Regions from separate parts of the Mus musculus genome. Here regions 2, 3 and 4 are each linked to region 1. A link is a contact called in public HiChIP or PLAC-seq and promoter capture Hi-C data. All regions are on one chromosome and are shown on one strand. The core of a region is the stretch at or near the end of the contact, and the rest is flanking DNA. Distances in the headings are between cores, read along the strand shown.

Region 1 (2,694 bases), core at 83-2,582:
TTTATTAAAAAACAAAAAAGTCTTCCACATCCTTTGACTGTACTATAGACTACTTTGCTGTACTTGCCTTATGTTTTTCTCGGGGCCATATATCCCGAAGGCGTATTAGATCGCCAGCTCCCTTTTGCCCAGTTCCTGTACCAGCAACCCAATGGCCACACTCACCAGGATAAGACAGGGTAACCATTTCCCTTTAACATTTCCAACTAAGATGAGTATGGCTTGATCTGAACACCTGTAATCCTCTTTAAGCCAGTTTTTAGGTCACCCCTATCTTCCGTGACGGTCTCAGGTCTCAACGTGGCTTGAGATAGACATCTCTCTCTACCGGGCAGTCTTTTCAGAACTTCCCAACGTCACTGTAAGGTCCCATTAACCTCCACATGCAGCCTACTTTCTTTCACAGGCCTCTAGGAAGGATCTGCTTTTGGGGAAACCAAGGTTCTCATATGATGGCTGTAAGTTTGGTCACTTTTATTTATACCTACCCCTGGAGTTAATTTCCATTCAGGAAAACGCGACTTTCCTACTGGTTCTTACACTTTCCGACTTCCCCCTTCTCAAGGAACGTGTTCACCTACCACCTCGACCTGAGCTCTCGCTTCCCTTGACCACCGGGCTCCTCGCCACTACTCACTTTGGGCTTTTCAGGAAGCTTCTTCCGGTTCTTCTTCTTTTGCTCCTCGCTTCTGAGATTCTTCAGCTGGGCTAGGTCGTCGGGGGCCGGAGTCGGCGGGGCCGCCTCCTCCCGTTTGCGGGGCGGGCTCCTTCGCTTCTTGCGGGCGCCGGCGCAAGCCGCGGCCCAGCCGTAACCTAGAAGGAAGAGCAGGAGCAGCCCGAGAGCGCCGGTGCCCACCAGGATCACCCAGCCCGGGTACCGCTTCGGCTCTAGCCCCAGGTCGAGGCCCAACTCCGTGCGCAGAAAACCTAGGCCGACCGAGAGCAACTCCCGCAGCCGGGCAGAGCCCTCCTCGGCCTGCTGGGCCAGCTCGTCCTGCCAGCTTCGTGCAGCCATCTTCCCTCCCGTCAGAGAGACTCGCGGGATGACGCCGGGGAGCGGAGCCGCCGCTGGAACAGTCGTGGGAGGCGACAGGGCCGCGACACCTCAGGCCGAGCGCATCGCGGCCAACCCTCACGCCGGAGTAGGGGATAGAGGGCCGCCGCCGCCACGGGGAGAGCCAAAGGTTCCCAGTCTCCGCAGCCGGCCTCACGCCGCCGCCACCAGGAGGACACGGGGCGGCGGGGACAGAGTGTCTCCAGAGGCGGCCGCTAAGCGGCGTCGGGGCGCCAGCGCCAGGACCCGCTGTCCTCCCCCGGCGGAACAATGGCGGCTCCGGCCGCGATCCACGCTGCGCGCGGAGGCCGGTCGGGTCACGTGGAGGCTGTGGGCGGGGCATGCGTCACATGGGGCGATGGGCGGGGCCGGGCGGACTCTAGTCTTGGAGTGGGGTCTCCTTGAGCTGTGTGGGTTTGGAGGCTTGGGGCGACTCGGAGCTTGCGAAGCGGGAGCTAGAAATCTGACGGTGGAACTCCTTCAGGCTCGGGCTTTCTGGATGCTGAGAGGGATTCAGGTGTGAGGCCTGCGCACGAGCAAGGCGGCCAAACCCATCGGAGTATGAGCAGGCTTTCCGCTCTCTTTCCTGCAGTGGTGGTGCAGTGGACCGGCTTTTTCTCCCTAGGTCAGGGGCCAGTTGGATGCTTCCAGAGGGAGCTCGGTGGACTCTGAGGCAGCGAGCACGTGTAATTCACATCCGAGTATTTCTTCGGGGCGGACTAGCATATTAACGTTTGCCAACGTTTGCGTCTGTTCTGTCGTTCACTCCTGCTGTCTGTTGTCAGGCTCCAGATTTAAAAAGTCGGCAAACCCGTGGGAGGCACTATTATTTTTCTACTGATTTGTAGCCTTAATAGGAAATATTGAGAGGAAGCCCTTAGACTGTATTTATATGCAAGAGAAGCATATTATTTTAAGCTTTTATACAACCCCAAAAGAATTGCAATTTTTGAATGCTTGTGTTGTCCAACAGTCAAATGTAGCATTAGAAGGAAACTAGGTGGGTTGGGGAATGTCGCTCAGCAATAGAACATGCTTACTGAACATATGCAAGGCTCTGGCGTCGATTCCTAGCACCAAAAATAAAGAGCTGAGGCGCTTCTTCCCTTCTTAATTTTAAAAATGCTTGAGGACTACCCTACTATTTGTATTTTGACTTTGCGGTAAGGAAACAGTGTCTATAATTAAATGTTAATTAGCATGTAAGCAGCTGAAGTAAATACAAACTAAAAACCTATTCATGTATTTTGACCCATCAGTATTGTAATGAGTCTTGTGATTAATGGGTGGAATAGAGTTTTATACGTAATAAGCTACTCTTGCTAAGCTTTTTTGCAGACTTATAATTAAGGGCTAAGTTATAAAGGCCAGAACCTTAAAATGAGATCTGCATGACCTCTAAAATTAACAAATTCCATTCATATTTTTGGAATAAGATTTATAACCCCACCTATTTGGGTTGGTCATAGTTTTTCTAAGAAGTTCTACTGATCGTTTTAGATCATCACCTGTGGATTTATGAATTAGAGAATTACAGAAATTGTAGGTTAGCATACTAGTCCCTTTGACAGTCTAGCAAGTAAATGATTTAGTAAGATCAGGTCATCTTGTAGTTTTTTTTTTTTTTTTTTTTTTCCACT
Region 2 (2,694 bases), core at 75-2,574, 1.8 Mb after region 1:
CAACTCAAGGCAACCGCATCCAGGTACAAACAACAAAAAAGGACGTGAAAGCGCTTCCCGCCAAAGCCCGGGGCGGGAGGTGAGGGGTACCGGGACCGGGACCTACCCGCTCTGGGCCCAATTCCAAGGGCGATCGCCGGAGATCACTCCCCTCCAACAGTTCCTCGGAATATCCTGAGCACCGATCTTCTCCTGGCCCCAGACCGTGAACCCGGGTATGAAATGCGTGCGGCTGGGCTGCCCGCAGACGGGGGCTCTGCGATTGGAGCTCATCCTGCTGAAGCCCCAGGCTTCGCCATCCCTGCCTTAGTCTTCCTCAGCAAAACACCCTGGCGGAGTTGTGCCCTGGTCCCACTAACCCCAGATTTTCACGAACACCGCAGAGCCCCTGTGCAGAGAGCAGGAAAATAAATGTCCCCTAGTCCACCGTGCAGGGAGGTAGGCGATTCCGACCACCAATCCCGGTTCCAGATCCCACCAAGCAAGCCTGGCCTAGCGCGGATTACGCACACAGATCTCCACGGGTACCTGAAAGGTGCTGGCCGAGGTGCAGGCTTGCCCACTGACCGGTCGCACACCCGGACCTTCTCAATCCACGCTCGTATCCAGGGAAAGGCTAAGACACAAACTTCCAGCCCGTGCACTATCTCCACTGCGACCGCCCCCGCTTTGATGGTAGTCCTGCACGCGCCTCTGCCAGGTTGTCCCCACCCAGGTGTCTGCAGAGTGACCCTACCAGAGACTTACACCACCCGCAAATGGACCAGTGCCGAGTCCAGTTCACACGTGCAGGGTCTCAGCTATGACACTCAGGGACTCTGCGGGGAGAGAGCTCACCAGATGCCGGGCGCGTTCCTCCTGCTAGTCATCCAGCGCCCCGGGGCCCGGAGCTGCTCCAAGGGTCCTCTTCAGTGTACTACGAGGGAAGTCGAGGCAGCCGCCACCACTGCACCCCGCCACTTCTCCAGAGCTATCCTCCTCTCGCAGCGCGCCAGGCTGGGGACCAGCTAGTCTGCCGGAGTCTCCAGTTGTGCAGCTGAGTGGACAGGCTCGCGCCGAGAGAGGGCGACCGGTGAGGTGGCAAAGTTGGGTACCCTCTGCTTAGTAGCTGCGCGTGGGAACCAAGAACACCCCCAAAAAGGATTGCACGTGCCGGGACGCCCCCGCAGTGGGAAGGTGGGATACAGAGGTCGCCACAAGGCTGGGGCCACCGTCAGCCAAGGGCTGAGGAGCCCACCCGCGGCGGGAGCGCAGCGCGCGCGGGAGTGGGCACAGCGTGAGCAGCCGCTGCTGACGCCGCCTTCCTAGCGAGTAGACCAGCGCTGGGTGAGCGGGCCCAGAGCTCGGGGCGGGGAGCACAGGACCGCCTCGCCTCGCCCCGCCCCCGCCCCGCCCCCTCCGCCGCACCTCCCCTACTCCGCCCCTCCCGCGTGCAAACTGAGCGCCCCACCCACCCCTGACCTTCCCAGGCCCCTCCTCTAGCCCCGCCTCTTCCCGAGATGGGACCCCCAAACACTCCCCAGGGGGCTCTCTACACACCCCAGGAGTTCTATTTGTGCCACCAGAGTGCAAGCTCACCCAACTGGTGACTTTTTTCGAACTCCCTTCCTCGCCTGGAAGAGACCTTCTTTGGCTACCCGCCCCTTGCCCGGTGGCTCCTACGTGGCTACTTTGCAGGATGGGCTGTATAAAGGGCTGGAGGCAGTTCAACCCAAACCAGAGACGTGGCGTCTGCTAGGCCTGCCTAAGCTCCAGGTAAGTGCGTGCCCCCGGCGGATCGCGGGTGGGAAGAAAGTGGAAGTTTAAGATTCAGTTCTTCTGTGTCATCATAAGAAGACTGGGGTGTGCTTTGGGGGTGGTGAGGGGCCCGCCGCGGATTCTTACAGGCGAGCTGGGCCCAGCAAGGCTCTCAGTTCTTGAAAAGGATAGATCAGAGAAATGAATAAATCTGCCATCCAAGGAAATAGAGCAAGAGGTTCCCAAGTAGCCCTAATGGGAATTAGGAGAGGGTTACCTCATGGACAGAAACAGCTGGGCTAATTGGTACTCCGCAAGTATCTTGGGAGTTTACTGAGTGAGCATGGGGGCAAAAAGTTTATCTTGGAACGCAAAGTAAATGCCTTGGGAAGGCAGCTTTATTGACGCGTTGTTCAGTTCTCCTTCTAAGGAAGTGATCAACTCACCAAGTTCTAAACAACATACAAGGTTGTGAAGAGGGGAAATTACAGGATAAAGTCAGAAACCGTGGATCCCTGCCCCTACAGCCATGCTTGGCGATCCTTTTCCCTCAGGATAGGGTAAAGGAACGATGTCTTCAGGTTTTCCTCCCATATCGGGCCTTGTTGGTGGCCTCGGGTGCTTTTGCATAAGGAACCTCATCAATGAGTTTCTTAGCTGCAAGACCTAAGGATGTTCCCATTTGCCACAATCACATCCTGGTATTGGCAGGTTGCAAATGTGCCCTGGTAGGGGATAGGGGCGCCGGTGACAGTTCGGGGCCTCTGTGAGGGTTCCATGATGCTAAACAGGGACCGGGTAATAGCTGGAATGTGTCACCGCTCATCCAGGACCACAGAGATTCAAGAGGAGGTGAATAGAAGCACAAGTTGCCACCAATTTGTTGTGTCTGTCACCTTCAAATGAAAGAATTAGGCGAAACCATTTTTGAAAGAGTCCATTGGAGGCTATGTCAAC
Region 3 (2,694 bases), core at 56-2,555, 1.1 Mb after region 1:
AGAGTTACAGGAGATTGTGAGTCCAGAAATGTAGCTGCTGGGAACTGAACTCAGGTCTTCTGCAAGAGCAGTATGTATTCTTAACCATGTCTCCAGCTTCCATAATGCTTTCTCCAGTGTTTCTTCTCTAAGGTCAGTTTTCAAAAGCATGAATGATTATCTCAAGGTAAAGATAACAACTTCAGACATGTGGTACTTCAGCTCTAACTGGGGAATGGGAAAACATGATTTTTCTCTGTGGTAGTTGAATTAAAATGGACTCCATAGGCTCATATATTTGAATGCTTGGTCCCCAGTGAGTGAAACTATTTGGGAAGGACTGGGAATGTGTCCTTGTTGAAGGAGGAGTGCCATGGGGGCTGGGCTTTGAGATTTCAATAGCTTGTGTTATTCCCAATTTGCACACTCTCTTTGCCTCAAGCATGTGGGAAAAAAAATGTTAAGTTCTCAGCTACTATCCTGTGCCATGTGTTCCTGCCTGTTCCTATGCTCCCCACTATGATGGTCACAGACTCATCCTCTGAAACTTTAAGTGCCCATTAAATGCGTTCTTCTCTAAGTTGCCATGGTCATACTATACTGTCTCTCTTCATAGCAGTGGAAAAATGACTAAGCTGGTAACTTAACTTCTCTGAGCCTCTGTCCTCCTCAGCTGCTCAAGCCCTCCTGGTCCAGTCCTTTCCCCCAATGTCCGCCACCAGGTCTGCAAAGACAAATACTATTTGCCAGGTCTTCTTCAGCTTTGGCTCAAGGCTACTTCAAATTCAGTCTCCCAAAGAGCCACCTTCTTTTATCCTCTACATTTTCTGGGCTTTAGTCCTTGGTTGTCCCTGGAAGAGTCTTTTGTTTTAAAAAAAAAAAAAAAAACAAAAAAAAAAAAACAAAAAAAAAAACAGCCCTGAAGTTCCCAGGGGCTGAGGGTTAATGCAGGTCTCTTAGAGCCGGATGTGCATAATCAGACTCAGACAGCAGCTGCTGAGCTGGAGCTAATCCTTAGAGGACTGCTCAGCCCTCCTTGTTCTCTGGAAGTGAGATTGCCTGTCACCAGGCCTGCTCCAGCTGCTGGCCTGTATGTTTTCAGGACACTGCAAACAACATCCTCTGTGAACTCCACTCTCAAAATGCCAACAGATTTCTGTTTTGCTTTATCAAGCTGCCTCTCCAGATTCAAGGACTTCAAACAGAAGTCTGGTTGGGGTCCATACACTAAATATCATATATAAATGATGTGGGGGTGGGAAAGGTACCTAGAGAGCCGTGGATGTGAACGTCTGTTAACAGACCTCTTACTGTGCCTGTGTTCACATGGACAGGCAGTATTCTACACAACATTAAAGGTGAGTGAAGCATCCAAAGTCACCACTAAATATATAGCTCAGACACTACTTCCTAACCCCAATGGAATGTCCCCCTGACACTGTAATGCCTCTCCAATCCAATCCCATGGTACGCAAGAATAAAAATGATTTGGTTTTGTTCTCTTGGAAATATAACTAACAACTTAGCTTTAGCGAAAATGTTTTCTTCTTGTAGGTTTGGGAGAAGGATTTGCAGGATGCATTTTAAAAATAAGGTCATCATTACAAAGTTTTCTTGGCTGGATTCTTAGATCAACTATAATTAGCACAACTCACCGTGTGCCAGGAAGTCTCTCGAGAAAATAAAAGTTTGCTTGAGAACCAGTCAGTTCTAGGTAACAACTATGTACTAAATTTGTCAAATTAGGGGCCAGCATAACTCATGAGAGACTACGTGTTTGTTCGTATAGTTAATATTATATTACTGCTTCTAGCATACAAACAATTCAAACTCCATTATGATTTTAAAATATTTTTCCATGTTAAGCATAAATTTAGACAATTTGGTGACCGAGACTCCTGAAGCAAAAGTGTTATCTTTAATGATTCAATGGAATTAGATTCTTATTTAGTTGTAAATATTTGAAGAGTTCCCAGATCTCTATACAAATTACATTTTAAGTATTTATTTTTATTACGTTTTCTTTATATGCATGCACCTGTGTGAATGTGTGCTACCCGTGCATAGGTTCTAGAGTGGGAATTACAGGTAGCTGTGAGAGCTGTTGTGAGTGTGGAGAGCCAAGCTCAGAGAAGACATGCACACTCTTAATGGCTGAGCCACCTCTTCATCTGAAGCTTCAGCCCTTTTCAATTGCACATTCTTTGTTAGACGTTCACACTAATGAATACATAGAATTTTGAAATCTTTTGAGAAGCGCCTTGAGACTTAAGAATCCATATTAAATAAATTCCAGTCATAAATTATATTTTAGAATTTGAAGACTTCATTAAAGACAGTGAGGAGGGAAAAATAGATTTGCAAATCTACTAGACAGTTATCTGGAGAATGGGAAAAGTTGCTCTTATCACACAGAAATCATAAGCACCAAGCTGCTTCTGTTTCTGCTTCTGCTTCCGCTTCCGCTTCCGCTTCCGCTTCCTCTTCCGCTTCTGCAGCCTGGTTCCCAACAGAGTTCTGCCACTGTGCTTGGCCCCACAGAGCCTGGCAGCTCTCAAAGAAGACAGACACATTGTTGCTTCTGTTCGGTCTCCTCAGAGAGGGCATTTAGGTGGATTTTGTTGGGTATTGCCTGGTTTTGTGTTTTCATGTGGAAAACATTAAAATCAAACAATGAAAATCATTGCAACAAATCAGAACAAGACAGAGTCTGAA
Region 4 (2,694 bases), core at 92-2,591, 1.1 Mb after region 1:
GGTCAGCATCTCCTCTCAACTCAGATATGAGACTATTCACTCTGACACAAAGGTTTTGCAAATCAATAGACCATTTAGAAGTGGCCTGTTTTCATTCTAACACAGTTGCTTTTTAAAAACTGTCACACCTAATATAGCAGGCTCCAGGGTCTGTGGAAGTGCCAGTTCAGAAAAGCTTTGCTTATTGTGATGGTTACCATTGGCAGAGGAAGTTCACAGCAGGATGCTCACCAGGTCCATAAATCAATATATAGAAATCCAAACCAAAGGCTTGTTTAGCTCCTCTTACTAAAAGCATTTTTAATTCCACAAAGGAATCAGAAGCCAGAGACTGTAACCTGGTTAGAGAGCTAACTGCTCTGATGAATCTTTATTGAAACACTTGAAGAACTCATTCACACAAGATCCTGTTTCATATACCAGCTTTTATCTTTCAGCTGCAAAGCTGATATAATTCAGCTCCTCACTGTTAAAATTGCTATCCCTTTGTACTTCAGCCTAAACCAATGGCACAGCTCCTTACGGAACAGAAAAATTTATTATACACACTACACAACACCGCCCTTTTTGTTCCTTCTATCCCAGTTAATGATTGCGGCAACCCATACAGAGAAGCAAATGGAATGTCTTCTGCAAGACAGCCAGCCTTGCCTTCCCCAGACACATCTCATGACTCCTTTGTCTGCTTTGACAAATCTTAGTAAGGGCATGTTTGTGGATGTAGTCAAGGCTATGGCCCATCTTCTCCACAAAGCAAACATCTGTACCATTCTACTATTTCAGGGAATTGGTTCAGTGGCCTTCAGTACATTTAGGGTTCATGGTCCCAACTAAAATATCCCTCCAAGTTCAATCTCTAGTCCTGGATTATATGGAGTATCTATGAGGCTCTATTACCAGACCTGCAGAGGAACGGATTTAAAAGCTTGCCTTTTGAAAACATCTCAATGAATGACAAATGAAAAACAAAACAAAACAAAACACCAACACCAAACAAACAAACAAACAAAAAACACTTTGGAATTTCTCAACAGTTCTCATCTGCCCATACCATCAGCCCTAGAAAAGTTCTACCTTGAATTTCTGCTTGCTGTTACTCTCTTACATGAACAGCCTCTGAGGGTTCCTTAGCATCCCTGATGGGGTCTCCAGGGTACAGCACTAAACTGCACTTATCTGAATACTACACTGCAAGCTGTAGGCACTGCCATCTGAGGCATGGTTTCATAAAGCGTGGTTCCAACATTCCAAGCTCACTTAGGTGCCTGGTGGCAATGCAGATCGCAGGAGATACACTAATCCCAGAACAGAACAGAGTTTGTCCACACTGAACAGAGTTTCAGGGTAGAAAAAAGCAGGACTATGGATGATTACATAGTTCACTGGATTCTAGGGCATCTGCAGCTCTACAGAGATCAATATTCCACTGAAACATGGTTATGCTTCTGTTACCACAGTCTTTTCAAGTGCCATGGATTCATCCTTGCCTTGGACTTGGTCCTGACTCCCACTGCTGTAAGAGAATCATCTCCCCTCTCTTTGTCTATATCTTACACTTTTCAAATGACCTACATCAAACTCCTTTATTCCTGGATACAGTTTCTAGTCTTGTTTCTCTCTCATTTAAGTTTTGTCTGAATTCTGACATCAGAATGACTTCAGTAGGGAGGGGAAAAGGGAGAAATTGTCAAAATTATCAGTCATGGAATAGGCTAAGAGCTGTAAAATTCAGAGAACTGGCAGTGATTTTGTGTGTGTGAAAAATCAGAATTCAAGAAACAATATACGTAAACAGAACTCTCACAAGACACCAATGACTTGACTATCAAACATTTATTTAAAACAATAACAAAAAACAAAACAAAACAAAACAAAACAAACAACAACAACAACAAAAAAACTAAAATATTCCCAGAACTGTTTCCTAGGCAGAGAAGAGTTGAAATAGTAAAACCTATCTCTTAGCTAATGCAGGAGTCAAAGCAGCCAAGCTAGCCAACTTAGCCCATCAGGATATACTGGTAACAGTCGACAGCTCAGTGAACTTAAAGAAGGCATGCACCTCTGCCCCTCCCCAGATCACTTATGTGACATCATGAAGTGATAGGCCCATAAAATGCAGGGCAGCCTTCAAATAATGCATAATAACAAACTGTAAAAAATATACAATTATGTTCCTTAATTATCTATAAACCAGATGATAATTATACTAAATGAGGTTGTCTATAACATTCATGTGCTTTAAAAATCTACAATTGCTTCATCTATTGTAAGTGGGTATAATTATCTCTAAGCCCATTCATATACTAAGTAAATTTTTTAAAAAGCTACAGAATTTCCTAGGGCTGCTGCTGCTCTGAGCAAAGTACAGCAGGCATATCACGATGAATGAGGAAGCTCTGGCCCTTGGGAAGTTCACACAGCCATGTAGGAGAAATATAAGAAAGACAAATGAGGAATATGGTCACCGTTCTCACTATTATTCTGTGTAGAAAAAAAATGTTCTGCACTGAAGAAGAGAAGAAATTATTTAATAAATAGATTTAGTTAAGCCATGGATTCACCTTGAAATCCCAAGCAGGACCTGTACACCCTTGAGTTCTCAGTGGAGGTCACCTGTCCCACTTCTGATCTCTCTAGAATACTAAGACAGATATGCAGAGAAATAATGTGACAGGATTGTTTAGGACCAGT

The links. Promoter capture Hi-C pulls out the DNA fragments that hold promoters and counts their contacts. HiChIP or PLAC-seq counts read pairs in DNA pulled down with a chosen protein or histone mark.
Region 2: a contact with region 1 is called in an H3K4me3 HiChIP or PLAC-seq map of pro-B cells, with 6 times the contacts expected there. The contact joins the promoter of Sema5a here to the promoter of Mtdh in region 1. A contact is called at or near these places in 2 of 39 promoter capture datasets (hippocampal neurons and liver) and 3 of 115 datasets of contacts at active chromatin or transcription factors (embryonic stem cells, pro-B cells and stem cell-derived neural progenitor cells).
Region 3: a promoter capture Hi-C map of second pharyngeal arch cranial neural crest shows a contact between it and region 1. The contact joins the enhancer-like site here to the promoter of Mtdh in region 1. A contact is called at or near these places in 7 of 39 promoter capture datasets (the 3T3-L1 cell line, cranial neural crest, hippocampal neurons and 3 more) and 3 of 115 datasets of contacts at active chromatin or transcription factors (cardiomyocytes, forebrain and stem cell-derived neural progenitor cells).
Region 4: a promoter capture Hi-C map of liver shows a contact between it and region 1, with 4 times the contacts expected there. The contact joins the enhancer-like site here to the promoter of Mtdh in region 1. A contact is called at or near these places in 5 of 39 promoter capture datasets (the 3T3-L1 cell line, cranial neural crest, liver and 1 more) and 2 of 115 datasets of contacts at active chromatin or transcription factors (the NIH/3T3 cell line and astrocytes).

Annotation. Positions count from the first base shown.
Region 1 is chr15:34,081,357-34,084,050 of GRCm38.p6, reverse strand. Mtdh (metadherin) reads right to left here and starts at 1,332. Exons shown (of 12, transcript NM_026002.5): 1 at 638-1,332. The coding sequence starts at 1,015. Gm41291 reads left to right here and starts at 825. Exons shown (of 1, transcript XM_011245387.3): 1 at 825-2,309. The coding sequence starts at 1,044. The coding sequence ends at 1,577.
Region 2 is chr15:32,243,443-32,246,136 of GRCm38.p6, reverse strand. It overlaps Sema5a (sema domain, seven thrombospondin repeats (type 1 and type 1-like), transmembrane domain (TM) and short cytoplasmic domain, (semaphorin) 5A), which reads right to left and starts at 1,324. Exons shown (of 23, transcript NM_009154.2): 1 at 838-1,324. It overlaps Snhg18 (small nucleolar RNA host gene 18), which reads left to right and starts at 1,475. Exons shown (of 2, transcript NR_038186.1): 1 at 1,475-1,755.
Region 3 is chr15:32,942,517-32,945,210 of GRCm38.p6, reverse strand. The region is part of intron 1 of Sdc2 (syndecan 2); the gene reads right to left. Among named protein-coding and RNA genes, the nearest start is that of Sdc2, 23 kb to the right of the region's middle. Within about 2 kb of position 1,305, at least 42 of the 459 cell types and tissues checked have an H3K27ac peak or open chromatin away from gene starts, as enhancers often do. A contact at or near this core is called in second pharyngeal arch cranial neural crest, where this site is marked.
Region 4 is chr15:32,965,663-32,968,356 of GRCm38.p6, reverse strand. All of the region lies in intron 1 of Sdc2 (syndecan 2), which reads right to left. Among named protein-coding and RNA genes, the nearest start is that of Sdc2, 46 kb to the right of the region's middle. Within about 2 kb of position 1,341, at least 6 of the 459 cell types and tissues checked have an H3K27ac peak or open chromatin away from gene starts, as enhancers often do. A contact at or near this core is called in liver, where this site is marked.